Regions from separate parts of the Mus musculus genome. Here regions 1, 2, 3 and 5 are each linked to region 4. A link is a contact called in public ChIA-PET, HiChIP or PLAC-seq and promoter capture Hi-C data. All regions are on one chromosome and are shown on one strand. The core of a region is the stretch at or near the end of the contact, and the rest is flanking DNA. Distances in the headings are between cores, read along the strand shown. Region 1 holds the start of Plat (plasminogen activator, tissue). Region 2 overlaps Ap3m2 (adaptor-related protein complex 3, mu 2 subunit). Region 3 holds the start of Kat6a (K(lysine) acetyltransferase 6A). Region 4 holds the start of Mrps31 (mitochondrial ribosomal protein S31). Region 5 overlaps Kat6a (K(lysine) acetyltransferase 6A).

Region 1 (2,700 bases), core at 115-2,614, 350 kb before region 4:
GTCTGGGAGAGAGCAGGCCAGCTGCTGTAGAACTCACAGGAGACTTTCCAAATAATCTGGGGGTGTCCTGGAAACTCCGTCCTAATCCAGTTGGTCCGGGGTGGGGGGGTGCAGCTAGTACTGCCCCTGCCAGGATACAGGCTGGCTCTCCTAAAAACACTTTAGGTGGATTGAACAGGATGGTCAGAGGGACTGTTTACATTATAGTGTTTCCAGTATCTGGTCTGGGGCTGAATATTATTTAACCCTCACTGGCTGTGCCCACTCTACCTTCCACTGACCTGCATAGATTTGTTCTGGACAGGCCACGTCTGGATCTCAGTGAAAATCCCTAGCTGTATTTTTCTGTAAGTGTACTCCAGTTGTATTTGTGACGCGCTCGCAGGATTGTTAAATATCCACCACCACAACAGACACACGTTTTTTGTATATGCCCCTGCCCCATTATCAGCTGCGGAAGACCACGGCATCATTCTAAGCTGGCCATCAAATTAAAGCATTGCTACTGCTTTTCTTTGCACTGAAGCTTCGTCCTTAGTTATCTTGGAGCGCTGCATACTTTCCTCCCACGCCCACACCATCTCTCCCTCCCCCCACTCCATCCATCCTCCCGCTGTTTCTGTGAGGTTAAGAAAACAAAGGTCCTGAAGGAATCCAGAGAGCCTTTAGACTCTTCCAGCTGCAGCATGAAAAAGCAAACACATCTGTGCTTGATGTCCAAGGGTGAGATTGACTGGAAGAACGGAAGAGAGGATGCGATGAACTCCCGAGAGACGAGAGGTTTTGCATCCTGACTCCCACTAGTAATGAGAGGTTCCTAAAAATCTCAGCTTCTCTCTGCCAGCCTAGTTAATCATGCTGCCCAGGCAAAATGCCCCCTCCTTGATGCCCAGCCTGTTTTTTAGTGTGTTCCTTGGTCAGAAGGTAGCCATACAACTCTGGCTTCTCAGCTCAGGAAGGCAGCTGAATCTAGTTACTGCCCGTTAGTGCTGCTCCCATTGTCTGTTGAAAGAACCGGAGTCATTCTGTTTGCTTTCTCCCCTGTGCAAGCAAAACTTCTGCAAGAGACACCTCTCTCCCATTCTCTCCCTCTCACCTCAGCTTACCCAGGGTCATTGCAAAGAACCCTGGATGATGCTGGCTGGTCCTCTGTCTGTGCTTCCATTAAGCATCCCTTCACTGGCTCAGTTTGCCCCCAAAGACTTTAAAGGGACAGAAGAAGAGTCAGCTGTTAGATACCGGCAGAAATTAACTTACCGAGAGTGCTTGCTTCTTTCCCACTCTTGCAGGGGCCTCTCCTTGACGCTGAGCTCTTGAGTTCCTGCAGGCTCTGTCTCCCTGAACAGCTCCAGCCAATTTGAAGGATGAAGAAGGGGTGGGGCCAGAGGTGTGGGCGGGGTTTCTCCTCTGCTGGTGGGTGGACTGAGGAGCCAATGGAGCAGCCGGTGTCTCTAAGGAGGGGGAGGAAGTGCGCGCGGAGGAGCACAGCCAGTCTTGGCTTGCCGCCAGTTTGATTATTCACCGTACTGATGTCATCGAATCACAGGAATTTTCAGAGTTGGAGGGGACTTAAGACTCATCCTGTTTTAAAACCCCGGTCTCAAAGGCCTAAAAGGAACTGTAAGGATCTGCTGCTCTAAGCTCCTGTCTTGACCCATGAGTTTATAGTTCTAAACAGCCCCGCCCAGTTGGGGATGGGGGAGAGGTCTTCTGGAATTTGAAGCAACTACCCCTCAGGACACGTGGGCAATTAATTGGCCGGGCAGATGATGATAAGCTGGGTTGGGTGTGACTGGAGATAGAACGCACATGACTTTTGGTGCGCTCCCTACCTCTGACCTGCTCTCCTAGACTGAGGTGCTTCTCTGCGGCATCTCAGCAGAGATCTCTCAGAGAATTGAGAAAAGTGGGGAAATGGGCAGGTCTCTCAGCCTCAGCACCCTGAAATTCTATCCTAAGCCATCCTTCTTCTAAGCCCCACACCCCGGAGGCAGACAATAAAAGCTCCTGAAAACTACTATTCTGATGACCCTTTCACAACCTACCAAAGCCTCGGCAGTCTCGGGGCACCAGGTCACCCAAAATTCCAGTTTAGTCTTCATCTGCAGCTGCTTGCACATCAGAGGGGTGGGCGAGTGGCCTCTGTCAATCTCGGCTGGCGTGGAGCTGAGAGGAGGGTTTCTCAGTAATCACAGGTGCCCTGAGTTTTGCTAAATGCACACTCCCCTCCATAAACACACACACACACACACACACACACACACACACACACACACATCCTCCGAAACCCCAGCTTTTGTGTTTCTACCACCTGTGAGTCTGTTTCCCCTGTCAGACTCCGGGGGGTGGGGGTGGGGGGGGGTGGGAAGCAAGACTGAAGAGCCAGAAATACAAATGGGAAGCTGATACCATAACAATGGGAACTTTGATTTTAGTCAAAGGATTGCAGGGGGGTGGGGTGGGGGGAGTGAAAATAAATCTTAATGATATCACATCCTGGGAAACTTGCCTAGGAGCCCTTTGCTCCAAAGGGCTCCAAGTACAATAACTTGGGGGCAGATGGATAAGAAAATGAAGTGCTGAAGAAAGAGTTCCTAAGGCTAGCTTCTGCAATGGGGGTCCTCTCTGTAGTGTGTGTCACCTGTGGGGGCAGAGAGTTGGCTTAATGATCCCTTTGTTGGGGGCAATGGAAGTGGACAG
Region 2 (2,700 bases), core at 141-2,640, 380 kb before region 4:
GGCGTGGCCTGGAGAGCAGCGGCCTGTGACACTGCATTTCATCACTTTTAACACAGTTGCCGTGGGGAAAGACCGGCCTGTGATGTTTGGTTTCAGTCACCTAAACCCAATGGAAGATGTCTCTATTGATTTCTTTTTTTTTAAGATAGAAAGATATGAGAGGGGAAAAAAGAAGATCGGAAGAAAAATGGGTGTTAGTCCAAGAAAGAGCAGTTGAGATTTGACTCATGGGTCTGGGTTGTACCTCGGTGATCAAGCCCTGACCTGGAGTCCTGGTTCATCCTGGTACCACCCACAATGAAGACAGATCTGCTCGATGGGGGGCAGGACTGAGAGGCTGGTGTGAAGAGATACCATAGTGAAGGGTTGTCGAGAAAAGCGATTGGAATCTCCCCGGTGGGTGAGGCTAGGACAAGCCGAGTGCAGTAGTTTCTTTCAGACCCCTCTCACGTGTAGAAAGGCTTTGTATGTCCAGGACTTTGAAAGTTCAAGTCCACGCTTGACGTGAAACCGCACTGGGATTAGCTTTCTTTGGAGACTAAGGTGCCACAGCCTGGCTCTTAAGATTGTCACTGGCTGCTTGCGCTGGCCCGTCGTCTTGTTGGGAAGGTTACCTGCTAGAGCGGCGTACAGACTTTTGCTGGCTATCTGACTCCTCAGTGGGATCGCTCCCAAAACAGCAGTGCTCGGTGCAGGCAGGTTTTATGAGTGATAGTGGTGGAGTTGATGTGGGGGACTCGCCACCCAGTGGATCATGTCCATGCTCCCTGACCTCCACTGATGTTTGTGAAGCCGGACTGGCCCTGGGCCTTGCTTTTCCTGTCTGAAGGTCCCATCAGAATCCCCAAGTGAGTGTGAGCCCACTGAGGACATTCAGTGTACGAAGCTGCTTTCCATTGTCTGTACCTATCGGCTACAGCTCCCAGACAGACAGACAGACAGCTCCCAAATAGCTCCCAGTCCGCACTTAAAACAAAAACAAAACAAAACAAAAAGTGTCTTGAACCTCTGAATAAAATTAATACCATAGGAGGGCAGGCTGTGTTGACCACGAGTAGTCCACAGTTTAAACCATAGCCGCTGAAGGAGCACAGAGTATTCTTAATTCGTTTCAATGTGTCCACTAGTCATTTTACTGAATACATAAAAGGCGGGTGTGTTGTTTTTAATTTACAGCTTAGGGCGCAACTTGCCTCTGTGTTGTGCTTGGAGGGAGAAGGAGACCGGCTTCCTTCAGTCTGCATGGCTCTCCTCTGAAGTCCTATTTCTAAGTACTTGGACTTCACTTACTTATTTTCTATCTTTTGGCTAGTGTTCTCTTGCTGCGGTCAGGACTTGTTTTTGCTGCCGAGTAGAGTTTCTCTGTGGTTTCCTCGTGGGGTTGAACTGTGCTATGTGCAATCAGATGTTTCCTACCAGGATCTGCATGAGTGTCCCACACCCTGCTGTGGAGGGTACACACTTTGCAGGTCACTTTCACAGGCTCTGGGGGTGGGGATTCCAAGTTTTCTTGGGTCACAGGGAATTATGTATATTGGACCCTGAGCGCGTTTAAGTTAGTGAGTGCAGCTCATTTATCCCCTCGAGCACAGCATAGCTTGTTTTTTTCTAGGAGGCCGTGTTGGGAGTATAGGATCAGCAGACCTAGGCATCATGGGTACTGCCAAGCCTCGCCAACCCCACCCAGTGATTGTCAGCAAAGGTTGTGCAGGGAAACTTAATAGCTGCTCGCTCTGTGTGTGGTCCATGTTAAAGTCTTAATAAAGCTTTACCAGTCCTGGGGACTATGTCTGGTTACTGAGACTACCCTTCACTAAGTAGAAGGCACTCATTTGAGACATCTGAAACTCTGGGTAGAGTGTGAGTCTCCAGCTACCCTGGGAGATGGGTCATTTAGTGCTGTTTGTAAGGTTGGTGGCAGCTAAGGTCTAGAGGAATCTAATGGTTTCTCCAGGTTGTAAAAGGCAAAGCCATTAAAGCCCCAGGTGCCCATGCCAGTCCTTTCCTGTGTGCCACACGGGCAGAGGGTGGAGCTGCCAGTTCCCAAGTGTCTCTTGTAGAGGTTTTTCTGAGGGAGATGGGCATCTTACTTACTTTTCCATTGCTGGGACAAAACACCTCGACCAAGGCAACTCATTAAAGAAGGTGTTTAATTGGGCTTACAGTTCCACAGGGTTAGAGTCCGTGATGCCGGAGCAAAGGCAAGATGGCAGGTATGATGAGAGCTCACCACTTGACCCACAAGTAGGGGGCAGAGAGCAGAGTGGGAATGACATGGGCTTTTGGGCCTCAGGGCTCACCCCCCAGCGACACACCTACTCCCATAAGACCACACTTTCTAATCCTTTTCAACTGGACCAAGAATCCAAACACAGAGCCTATAAAGAGTGAGTCTCATTCCAAGCACCAGGTGGAGTCTAATGCTGCCAGTTGATACGAGTAGTCACTGATAACTCTCTAAACCAATTTTCTAGACATCTATAGCAGGACTTTCTGGACCTGCCAGAGATTAAATGACGTAGGGACTTACTGATTTCTAGTATAGCTTACGCTTTTAGCTTGGGCTATCTCCCATCTAGCTCATTCAACTTAACCTTATCCTAGCCCACGACACACCATGTGATTAGTTCTTTGCCGCTCTCTCTGTCCCAGTTTGTCCAACCACCTTCTCGGTACCTACAACCACTTCCTTATCTGGTG
Region 3 (2,700 bases), core at 78-2,577, 450 kb before region 4:
GCTAACTAAAAGAAGTACCCCCCTCCCCAGGAGGGGTGCTTCATATTAGTGGAGGTTTTACGAGGACAAACATCAGAATTATTACCCAAGGGATGTTTCTGATATAGACACTAACTTTAAAGTAACCAGGACTAAGACCTAAGAAGGTGGGAACACCCTATGTGGCTGAGTTTTCAGGTGAAAAAGAATGAATGACAGTCACACATTGTCTTTCCGGCCGGAAGTTTCCCCAATCTGCGAGTCTGCACAAACCAACGCTCTGAAGATCTGAACCCTAACTCTCAGAAAGTACACTCGCGAGCTAGAAAGAAAGACCAGCCGGGCTCGCAAAGCCCTTCCCGCTCTCTCTCCCAACCCAAAACACATCTGCGCGCGCCCTCGATTTAAAGCCCAAGGAACTTTAAAAAAAACTTGAAGCGGCAGAGCCCCGCAGTTTGCCAGCGGACCGCTTCGCCGGTCCCATTCTATGGAAACACAGCCCGGAGAGTAAGTTAACAATGAAATCACGTGGAGTTAGGAGCATAGTAAGCTCTAGCCCCAGCTCCTCCGAGCTCTTCGCTCCAAGGGGTCGGCTCAGAAGAGCAGCAAGGGGGACACCGGCTGTGACGGAGCCTGACAGGTAGGGCAGGTCCGGCCCAAAGTCGCGGAGCTCTTGACAGGCAAGCCCGCCGCCACCCGTCCCGGCTAGGGGCTGACAGTCCGACAGACACAACACCACACGTGCTGCCTGCTCCAGACCACTGCACCCACCAGGCTGTCACCCTGCACCGCTCAACCCCGCTCGGATCTCCGCGCACTCCGCACAGCCCGGAGTGCGCGCCCGCCCGGCGCCGGGAGCGGCGGGAGCGGCGGGCGGGCGGGCGGACGGACGGCGGGCGCGCCCCCGAGGGAGAGCGGGCGAGCCCGCACAGCAGCCCCAGGCTCCGCGGCCTGGCTGCTCGGCGCCAGGGAGCCCCGGCTCCCGGAGTGGGCCGCCGGCGGAGCTAGGGCGGCGGCGGCGGCGGGCCCGTCGGCGCGAGCCCGGAGGGCGGGCGCGGGCCGGGCCGCGGAGTCGGACGCGAGGGGGCGGCCGCGGCGCCCAGCCCGAGGCCTGGCGCAGAGCAGCGGGGAGGCGGCGCAGGCCGCGGCGGGGCCTGCAAGCGGCCCGCCGTCCCCGCGAGGCGCCGAAGCAGACTCCGGGGCGGCCTAGCCTCGGGCTCGGCAGCTGGGAGCGACCGGGGGCGGCCCCTCGGCTCCTTACCTGGGGGGAAGACAGCCGGGATCCCGGGGGCCCGGGCCGGACCGCGGAGATGCCCCAAACTGACACGGCCGCCATCTTGGAGACAGTGAGCTCCGACTGGGGGGAGGGGAGGCCAAGCGGCGGAACAGCCGCGGGGGGAGGGGAGCGTCGCGAGGGAACGGCTGCCTGGGGAGGGAGCGGGAACAGCCTGCGCGGGCGGGCGGGAGGGAGGGAGCGGAGGAGCGCGGGAGGGGGGCGGCCGGTAGCTGGAAGAGCCGGCTCGTCGCCGGGAAGGGCCGGAGGGCGGGGCCACGGGGGGCGGGGTGGAGGGAGCCGCTGGGCGGGTCACGTGGGGCGGGTACAAAAGGCCGAAGCCCGGGTGGAAGCGGGAGTTGGCCGGGCTGGAGGCCAACAGCTGGGGGCGTCCCCTCCTCCTTTCTCACGCGCAGCGATCGGGCAGAATGGCGAGGCCACAGGCGGAAGGTGCACCCGGATTATACAGCCCGGGAAACTTGGAGCGGGCGGGCGGGCGGGCGGGCGGGCGGGCGGGCGCTTGGGTGGGGCGGCTTCGGCGCGACGCCGAAACCTCGGAGCTAGGAAGCTCGGAGCTCCCGGCGCGCGGCGTCCGCCCGGGTTCCCAGGCCCTTGTTAGCGCCCGGGGGCGTGCACCCGCGGCTGCCTTGCAGGGTCGGGGACACACACACACACACACACACACAGTGGCTTCGGGAGCTCCGTGGCTGGGCGGGGGAACGCGGGTGGCAGGAGTTCCTTCTTTTGCCTTCGCCTTTCTGCTCACTCTGCACTCCAGCTGCTCATCCCCCCGTGGTTCAAAGAATAGTCTGGCTAGAAAGGGGAGAGGGCACGAAGTTGGACACTCCTTGTCAGCCAACAAGATGCCCACCTAGGGCACTTGACTGACCCCCCTGCCCGCAAGTCACTAAACCTTGGAAACATGTTTATAAGAAACACCACCCACCGAGCTCGGTTTCTAGGACTTGGACAAGGTCACACAGCTATTATGGCACGGTTGCTTGTGGAACCTGGGTCTTTCTCTTCTTTTCCTACCCTGTGCAGTTTGATGGCTGAACCGCAGAGACTCTTGGCTAGGGCAAGCCTCTCCGCTACTGGCTACCTGTTTCTTTGTCTTTGGTCCACTAGAAACTCTTGAGATTGAGTCCCACACACACATACCCCTTCCCTGGAAAGACGTTAAAGCTCAACAGCTTGAGACTTGTATTGCTGCTACCCTTGCACTTGGTTTATGTCCCCTTCCTAGACTGTTAACCCCCCGCCACCTCATTTTATCATAGCTTTACCAAAAAGGAAAAAAACACCTGCTAGTCGCTGCCATAACTTTGATATTACTTTGTTGGTTTTGTGCTTTATTCACTTTACAGTTCAGGTGTAGTCGTAATGCTTTTAGTATATTCCCAGGTTAATGTTCTTCGACAGTGCCATTTGGCATCCCAGCATCTAAC
Region 4 (2,793 bases), core at 132-2,631:
ACATATTAATTTTATTTAGCACAACGTTTCCTTTCAAGAGTGCTCTGACACTACACACACACACACACAAAACCTGTATTACAGGAAAACCATGAATGTTCCCTAGCATAAAGTAATAAAACTATTATCCTAAATGCTCATATGAGCTTTTTTTTTCTTTGAGAATACCTCATGAGCTTCCACTAATTTTGAAGCCCTGAATTCAAATCCCCAACATCACCAAAAGCACCACATGGCTTCCCTCAGAGACTGACTTCACATTTTTCACCCTGCAGTGTAGGATCCTACAATAAAAATTCATCTTGCAAGTTTAAAATGCTAAGACATTTTAGAATCTTTCTGAAACATCTTTCTCCTTCTGTCAGTTCTCTAGAGCAATCAGCAGAAATAGTCACTCCTTTTGACCACTCCGTTACTTCATTATAGGTCACATCCTGTTCACTTTATTTTGTGCAGACTCCTTCACGGAGTTGATCCTTTCCATCTCCACTGCTATCTTGCTTCAGCACTGAGATAGGCGTTGAGGACAGGCGTGCCCAGAAAGAATACCATGAACCTCTTACAACTTCGAGATGTCTCTATTTGCTCTCCTCTAGTTATCTGTTGAGAGAATGAACTCTGTGCTTACCCATGCTATCTTCACTCTACTTGAATCACCTCCTCAATGGAAGTATACTACTGTCCAGAATGGTAGGACTGTTTTATTCGGAGCTCAACATCGGTAGCTGACATAAACGCACTTTAAATAATGCAGTAGGGAATAAAGGAGGGAAGCATTAACGAGGCTATAAAAATTCTTGGGAAGCATAGAAGATGAAAGAAAACGACCTCTCTTTTCGAGTCCGTACAAAGAGAAGTAACAGCAAGCAGGATGAGGGATAGATTTGCAGCAGAAAGACCGCGGGACAAGAAACAAGACTTGTTGTTATGGCTGTTTGCCACACTCATCACGGCATCGGACAAGCTGCCTTGTCCTTCTACGATTTCTTTCTACCCACACTTCGAACAACCGCTTCCAAGAGCCTACGCTTACAGTATCCAACCCCGGGGGCTGGAAAAAAATGTCGCTGCAAGGCAAGTAGAGGGCAAGCGAGCCCTGGAAGCCCGGCGCGGCCAATAGCTCTGGGCCACCTTACCTCACAGCTCCGGACTGAGCCGCGGGTAGCACAGCCACCGAGACGTCCCGGTTTCCACAGGACAAAGGGAGGCCCGAGAAAGGGCGAGGGCGTAGAAATGCCGGGATTCTGTGGAGCATCGTGTAAATACAAACTCAAACCAGAGCACAGCCGGAAGCACAAGCGCCAAGAAGTGCACAGCTGAACTGGTTCGTCCCTCTGCCAAAAATGTCCTCCGAGATGTTTTCCAGCCTGCACTGTTCCGCTCCTTTTGGATTCCGGTAGGAAACGGAGACCAATCATTATGTTCCTGGGTCTTTGGCTGGCTCGATCCTGCTGCTTCCTTTTTGGATGGAGTGGATATCGAGGTTCCATAAAGATGCAGACCGGAGAAAGTGAACAGGATGAACAACTGAGCTGACTGGAGCCGTAGAGAACTAACAGAACTCCCTGTCCTGCCCTTCCGTGAGTGACGGGGCGAGTCCGCAGCGGTTGTCTCTGTGACAGTTGCTCCTGGTCAAGGTCTGGGGCTAGGTGTTCCTCACCTCTTTTCCGATGAATTAAAAGGAAACAATCCCACGGATTTGCAAAATAAGCAAGATAATTTGAGTCAAGCGATAGTGCAAATTAAAGATGGACTTGCTGTCAATATTGATGGATGCACATGAGGGAAATTGCTAAGGGATCGTGGTTGTTGCTGGAGCCTTCTTTTATGGGGACTGTGGATGAGAACTCCTGGAAAGAAGTTGTGACTGCAGAGACTGATCGGCTGATTAGAACCGTAGTACTTTAGAGAGATTGGAATGTTGCAGGTCTAGAAATTAATTTAATTATCTTATTTTGGGCTGGTTCTAGCACCTCCCCAACCCGGACAACCAGTCCTTGCCACCTCTGTTGGAACTAACCCTTTGAATCTTAGGCCTATAGACCTATTAGAAAAGCTTCCCCAACTTGCTGTATCTACTCCTCTGATATACCCACCGATGTACTTTAACCTTGATTTATAATTTACCTTGTTCTGTAAAACTATAAAAATTTAATGAAACTACTTCCATGTTTGAATGTGGGAACTTGGGTTAATCAAGATCTGTGTATCTGAGCCACAGTCTCTCAAAATGGCTCCAGAATAAAATATCTCTCATTCCATTTAGGATAAGAGTACCAGGGTTTCTGTTTGTTTGTTTTTAACATGGACAATTATAGCGCCACGATATGGGGATCCAAGACAGATCCGGTTCACCTGATGAATCTCTGAATGGAAACTGAGTACCTGCATGGACCCATTGAATTCAGACCAGCTAGTGTTATTTTCTCAGGGATTTTTTTTTTTTTTTGCAACGGTACAGACAATTTTATTACAACTCTTTTCAAGCTTCAAAATGCATTTATCACTGAGGTTAGATCTAATATATAATATACTATATTAATTACAAGGCAGAAGGCATTTATAATCAAATATATTGCATTTCTCTGTACTGGCCAAATATATCTTTGTAAGAACAGGAGCAACAACACACAGTAGTTTATAACTCCAAGTATATTCCTCCAATATCAGAAACATTAAATTAAAACTTATTTTATGCCATTTTCCTCCAACATAAAGATGCATCAAAGCTATCTTCTACATGTCTTAGTGTTGACACTGATAGAACCTAGTGGGGAAACCCCCACTCAATTC
Region 5 (2,700 bases), core at 127-2,626, 470 kb before region 4:
GAGCTACACAGAGTAGCCCTGTCTTGGGGGTGGGAAACCATTTAGTCTATGTACTCAATGAGTGAGCATCATGTGAAAGAACAGTACAGTTCCCTATGAGAAAACAAGAAATGAACTTTGTACCCAATTAGTTACTAAATCTCATACACAGCCAAAAATCTTGGCTTACTCTGATGGGGTTCAAAAAGCCCAAGACTTCTGCCTGCCTTTCTCCTACACAAACCTTTTATCAGAAATTATTTTGTTCAAGCAGATATTAGTGTCATGATTTGTAACAGAATTAATCACTATTATTAAAGGAAAAAAAACCCTAGAAATCACCATGTACAGCAATCTTCACATAAGCTCACTTGAAGCCTACTGCAATGGCTACTGTGTCTCCAGCTACACAACAAACTCTATGTCATAAGGAAGCTCATATCAGGTTGGGCCCTTTTATTTTATTTTTTAATGTGCTGTTCATATTCATTCAAAATCCCTCAGGCACTTACCATATGCCCCATCTATTTGAGGAATATGAAGACAGGAGTAAACAAGATACTGTCTATAACTCATGCAGTTTATGCCCTAGCAAGAAAAAGCCAATAAAGAGGCAGGTGGAGTACTGTTTAGTTGTGATAACTACTTCAGTGAAGCAAGCCAGGCACTTTGCAAAGACCTAAAGAGTGATGAGAAAATCTAGCGCAGTAAAACACAGCATGTATAAGGACAGCAGAAAAAAGATGATGTGTCTATAAAACAGCAAGGGTGATGGTCTGAATATGGAAGAAAAATGGCTATTTCTTACAGGAACTCAGAGAGGAATCAAAGTCAGAGTTCCTGACTTTGACACAGGGTTGCTTCCTGGCAAAGAAAAAAAACTATCAGGAACCACTGTTTTATTCACATTCTATGTTTTTAAACTGCACTGGAAAGCGGGCTTCCACGTCACAGTGCGTGTGCAGAGGTCAGAGCACAGTGTGCATGAGCTGGGTCTCTCCTTCAGTCATGTGGGTTTCAATCAGGAAGCTTGGTCAAGTGTCTCTACCCACTGTGCCCTCTCAGCAGCCCATCATCACATTAATTCAAGTTAAAATACTCAAACAAGCCAGAACAAGGACTCTAGGGATATACATGTGACTCACTACTCAGCCAAAACCAGCTTGCTTACAGGTTTCCTGCCCTAGGTTTGTGTATAAGATACATTTTCCTCCACTCTAGGGTCATTAAGGCAGAAAGACACTTCCAATTCTGATCCTAATCATTTGGAGATGTCTGAGACAGGAGAGATCTCAAGCCCCCCACTGAGAGAATCCAGGGAGCACAGCAGCCTCAGCCAGCTCCCTGGGATTTAGATACCCACAATCAGCTCTAGCCACAAAATACCACACTGATTAGTAATCCTTGTGCGCCTAACTAGATGGGTGCAATAATAAAAATAATTAGTATATACAGGGCTCAGCATTCCCCAACATTTCAGGCATTTCCTGGGGGAGGGAGGGGGTTGGAAGGAGATTATAGGGGACTCTGAAAGTTAACTCTCAGCTTAGTTGTCCCAGAAGCCAACTCTATCTCCACTACTCCTTCTGGGTTGGTCCTATGCATTACCAAAATAATCTTCTCACTCCAGGCTCTTGTCACTGCAATCTCAGAACTATCCAACCCAGCTCATTAAAGGCCAATTCACTGCCCTTACTAAGCAAATCTATCAGGAGCCAGAAAAGAACAGCTCATTTTAAAAACTATAAAACAAACAAGTTTTTAGCAATGAAACATGAAGCATCAAGAACTACAAAAATATAAACATATTGCTAATTCCCTAGAGCACAAGGGCTATTTGTGGGTGAATAAAGGCTTGAAAGAAAAATTAAAGATGAATAAATTAAATAAAGAAAAAATAATCAATTTTAAAAAACAGCAAAAAATATGGAGATTTCATCAAACGATTTAAAAAGCACATGAACAGTGGCTCTACACAACAACCATTAGGAAGTAAAAAGCTTAAATCATGACAGAAGATACATAATCCAAGTTAAATTCCTAGAGTCCACGTAAAGATGGAAGGAGAACCAACTCCCTAAAGGCCCTCTGGCCTCCACAGGAGGACAGGTGTGTCTGGGTACACACACACTTAAAAAGGAATCATGATGAAATACTTCTCTATCTATTTTATTACAACGGCGTTTTAAACAGCCAATGCAGCCCTTATTCAAAATGCTTGAAGCCGGGCGTGGTGGCGCACGCCTTTAATCCCAGCACTTGGGAGGCAGAGGCAGACGGATTTCTGAGATCGAGGCCAGCCTGGTCTACAAAGTGAGTTCCAGGACAGCCAGGGTTACACAGAGAAACCCTGTCTCGGGAAAAAAAAATATATATATATAATAATGCTTGAGACCAAGTTTCAGGGTTTTTAGGACTTCAGTGTATGCCTACACATGGTCATATATCTTAAAGGTGAGATGAGACCCAAGCCTAAACACAGACTTCATTCACGTGTCATGCAAGTCTGAAATCAGCATTACTAGACTTCAATCAAGGTGACAGTGAAACACACCCCCTCTACAGACCTTTTCAGTTTTCTCATGGCTCCTGGCACTCCTTGTTTGTGACCAGTCTCAGTCTAATCACTCTGAGCCTTTGTATCAGTGTGTATTAGTGTTTGAGTGTGTATGTGTGGGGGTGGGGTGAGATGGAGATATATGTGTGGAGCGAAAGACACAG

What was found. Promoter capture Hi-C pulls out the DNA fragments that hold promoters and counts their contacts. ChIA-PET counts read pairs in DNA pulled down with a chosen protein or histone mark. HiChIP or PLAC-seq counts read pairs in DNA pulled down with a chosen protein or histone mark.
Region 1: a promoter capture Hi-C map of hippocampal neurons shows a contact between it and region 4, with 2.5 times the contacts expected there. The contact joins the promoter of Plat here to the promoter of Mrps31 in region 4. A contact is called at or near these places in 6 of 39 promoter capture datasets (cranial neural crest, embryonic stem cells, hematopoietic stem and progenitor cells and 3 more), 1 of 484 Hi-C or Micro-C datasets (pre-megakaryocyte-erythroid progenitors), 3 of 115 datasets of contacts at active chromatin or transcription factors (embryonic stem cells and extraembryonic endoderm stem cells) and 1 of 9 other capture datasets (adipose tissue).
Region 2: a contact with region 4 is called in an RNA polymerase II ChIA-PET map of memory CD8 T cells, with 17 read pairs. The contact joins the enhancer-like site here to the promoter of Mrps31 in region 4. A contact is called at or near these places in 7 of 39 promoter capture datasets (the 3T3-L1 cell line, the C10 cell line, cranial neural crest and 4 more), 7 of 484 Hi-C or Micro-C datasets (bone marrow-derived DN3 thymocytes, cortical neurons, embryonic fibroblasts and 4 more), 4 of 115 datasets of contacts at active chromatin or transcription factors (the 230-238 cell line, embryonic stem cells, memory CD8 T cells and 1 more) and 2 of 9 other capture datasets (adipose tissue and liver).
Region 3: a contact with region 4 is called in an H3K27ac HiChIP or PLAC-seq map of extraembryonic endoderm stem cells, with 6 times the contacts expected there. The contact joins the promoter of Kat6a here to the promoter of Mrps31 in region 4. A contact is called at or near these places in 16 of 39 promoter capture datasets (the 3T3-L1 cell line, 3T3-L1-derived adipocytes, the C10 cell line and 11 more), 3 of 484 Hi-C or Micro-C datasets (embryonic stem cells, liver and pre-B cells), 9 of 115 datasets of contacts at active chromatin or transcription factors (effector CD8 T cells, embryonic stem cells, extraembryonic endoderm stem cells and 5 more) and 3 of 9 other capture datasets (adipose tissue, embryonic stem cells and liver).
Region 5: an H3K4me3 HiChIP or PLAC-seq map of bone marrow-derived macrophages shows a contact between it and region 4, with 3 times the contacts expected there. The contact joins the enhancer-like site here to the promoter of Mrps31 in region 4. A contact is called at or near these places in 4 of 39 promoter capture datasets (the C10 cell line, cranial neural crest, pre-B cells and 1 more), 2 of 484 Hi-C or Micro-C datasets (Sertoli cells and brown adipocytes), 1 of 115 datasets of contacts at active chromatin or transcription factors (bone marrow-derived macrophages) and 2 of 9 other capture datasets (adipose tissue and liver).

The regions. Positions count from the first base shown.
Region 1 is chr8:22,756,386-22,759,085 of GRCm38.p6, reverse strand. It overlaps Plat (plasminogen activator, tissue), which reads right to left and starts at 1,364. Exons shown (of 14, transcript NM_008872.3): 1 at 1,258-1,364.
Region 2 is chr8:22,786,436-22,789,135 of GRCm38.p6, reverse strand. Ap3m2 (adaptor-related protein complex 3, mu 2 subunit) reads left to right here. Exons shown (of 9, transcript NM_029505.3): 9 at 1-1,782. Among named protein-coding and RNA genes, the nearest start is that of Ap3m2, 18 kb to the left of the region's middle. Within about 2 kb of position 1,390, at least 24 of the 459 cell types and tissues checked have an H3K27ac peak or open chromatin away from gene starts, as enhancers often do. A contact at or near this core is called in memory CD8 T cells, where this site is marked.
Region 3 is chr8:22,858,173-22,860,872 of GRCm38.p6, reverse strand. Kat6a (K(lysine) acetyltransferase 6A) reads right to left here and starts at 1,327. Exons shown (of 18, transcript NM_001081149.2): 1 at 1,241-1,327. It overlaps Gm46036 (a long non-coding RNA gene), which reads left to right and starts at 434. Exons shown (of 3, transcript XR_001778526.2): 1 at 434-619.
Region 4 is chr8:22,409,928-22,412,720 of GRCm38.p6, reverse strand. Mrps31 (mitochondrial ribosomal protein S31) reads right to left here and starts at 1,381. Exons shown (of 7, transcript NM_020560.2): 1 at 1,137-1,381. The coding sequence starts at 1,255.
Region 5 is chr8:22,881,292-22,883,991 of GRCm38.p6, reverse strand. The region is part of intron 3 of Kat6a (K(lysine) acetyltransferase 6A); the gene reads right to left. Among named protein-coding and RNA genes, the nearest start is that of Gm46036, 22 kb to the right of the region's middle. Within about 2 kb of position 1,376, at least 79 of the 459 cell types and tissues checked have an H3K27ac peak or open chromatin away from gene starts, as enhancers often do. A contact at or near this core is called in adipose tissue, bone marrow-derived macrophages, brown adipocytes and 1 more, where this site is marked.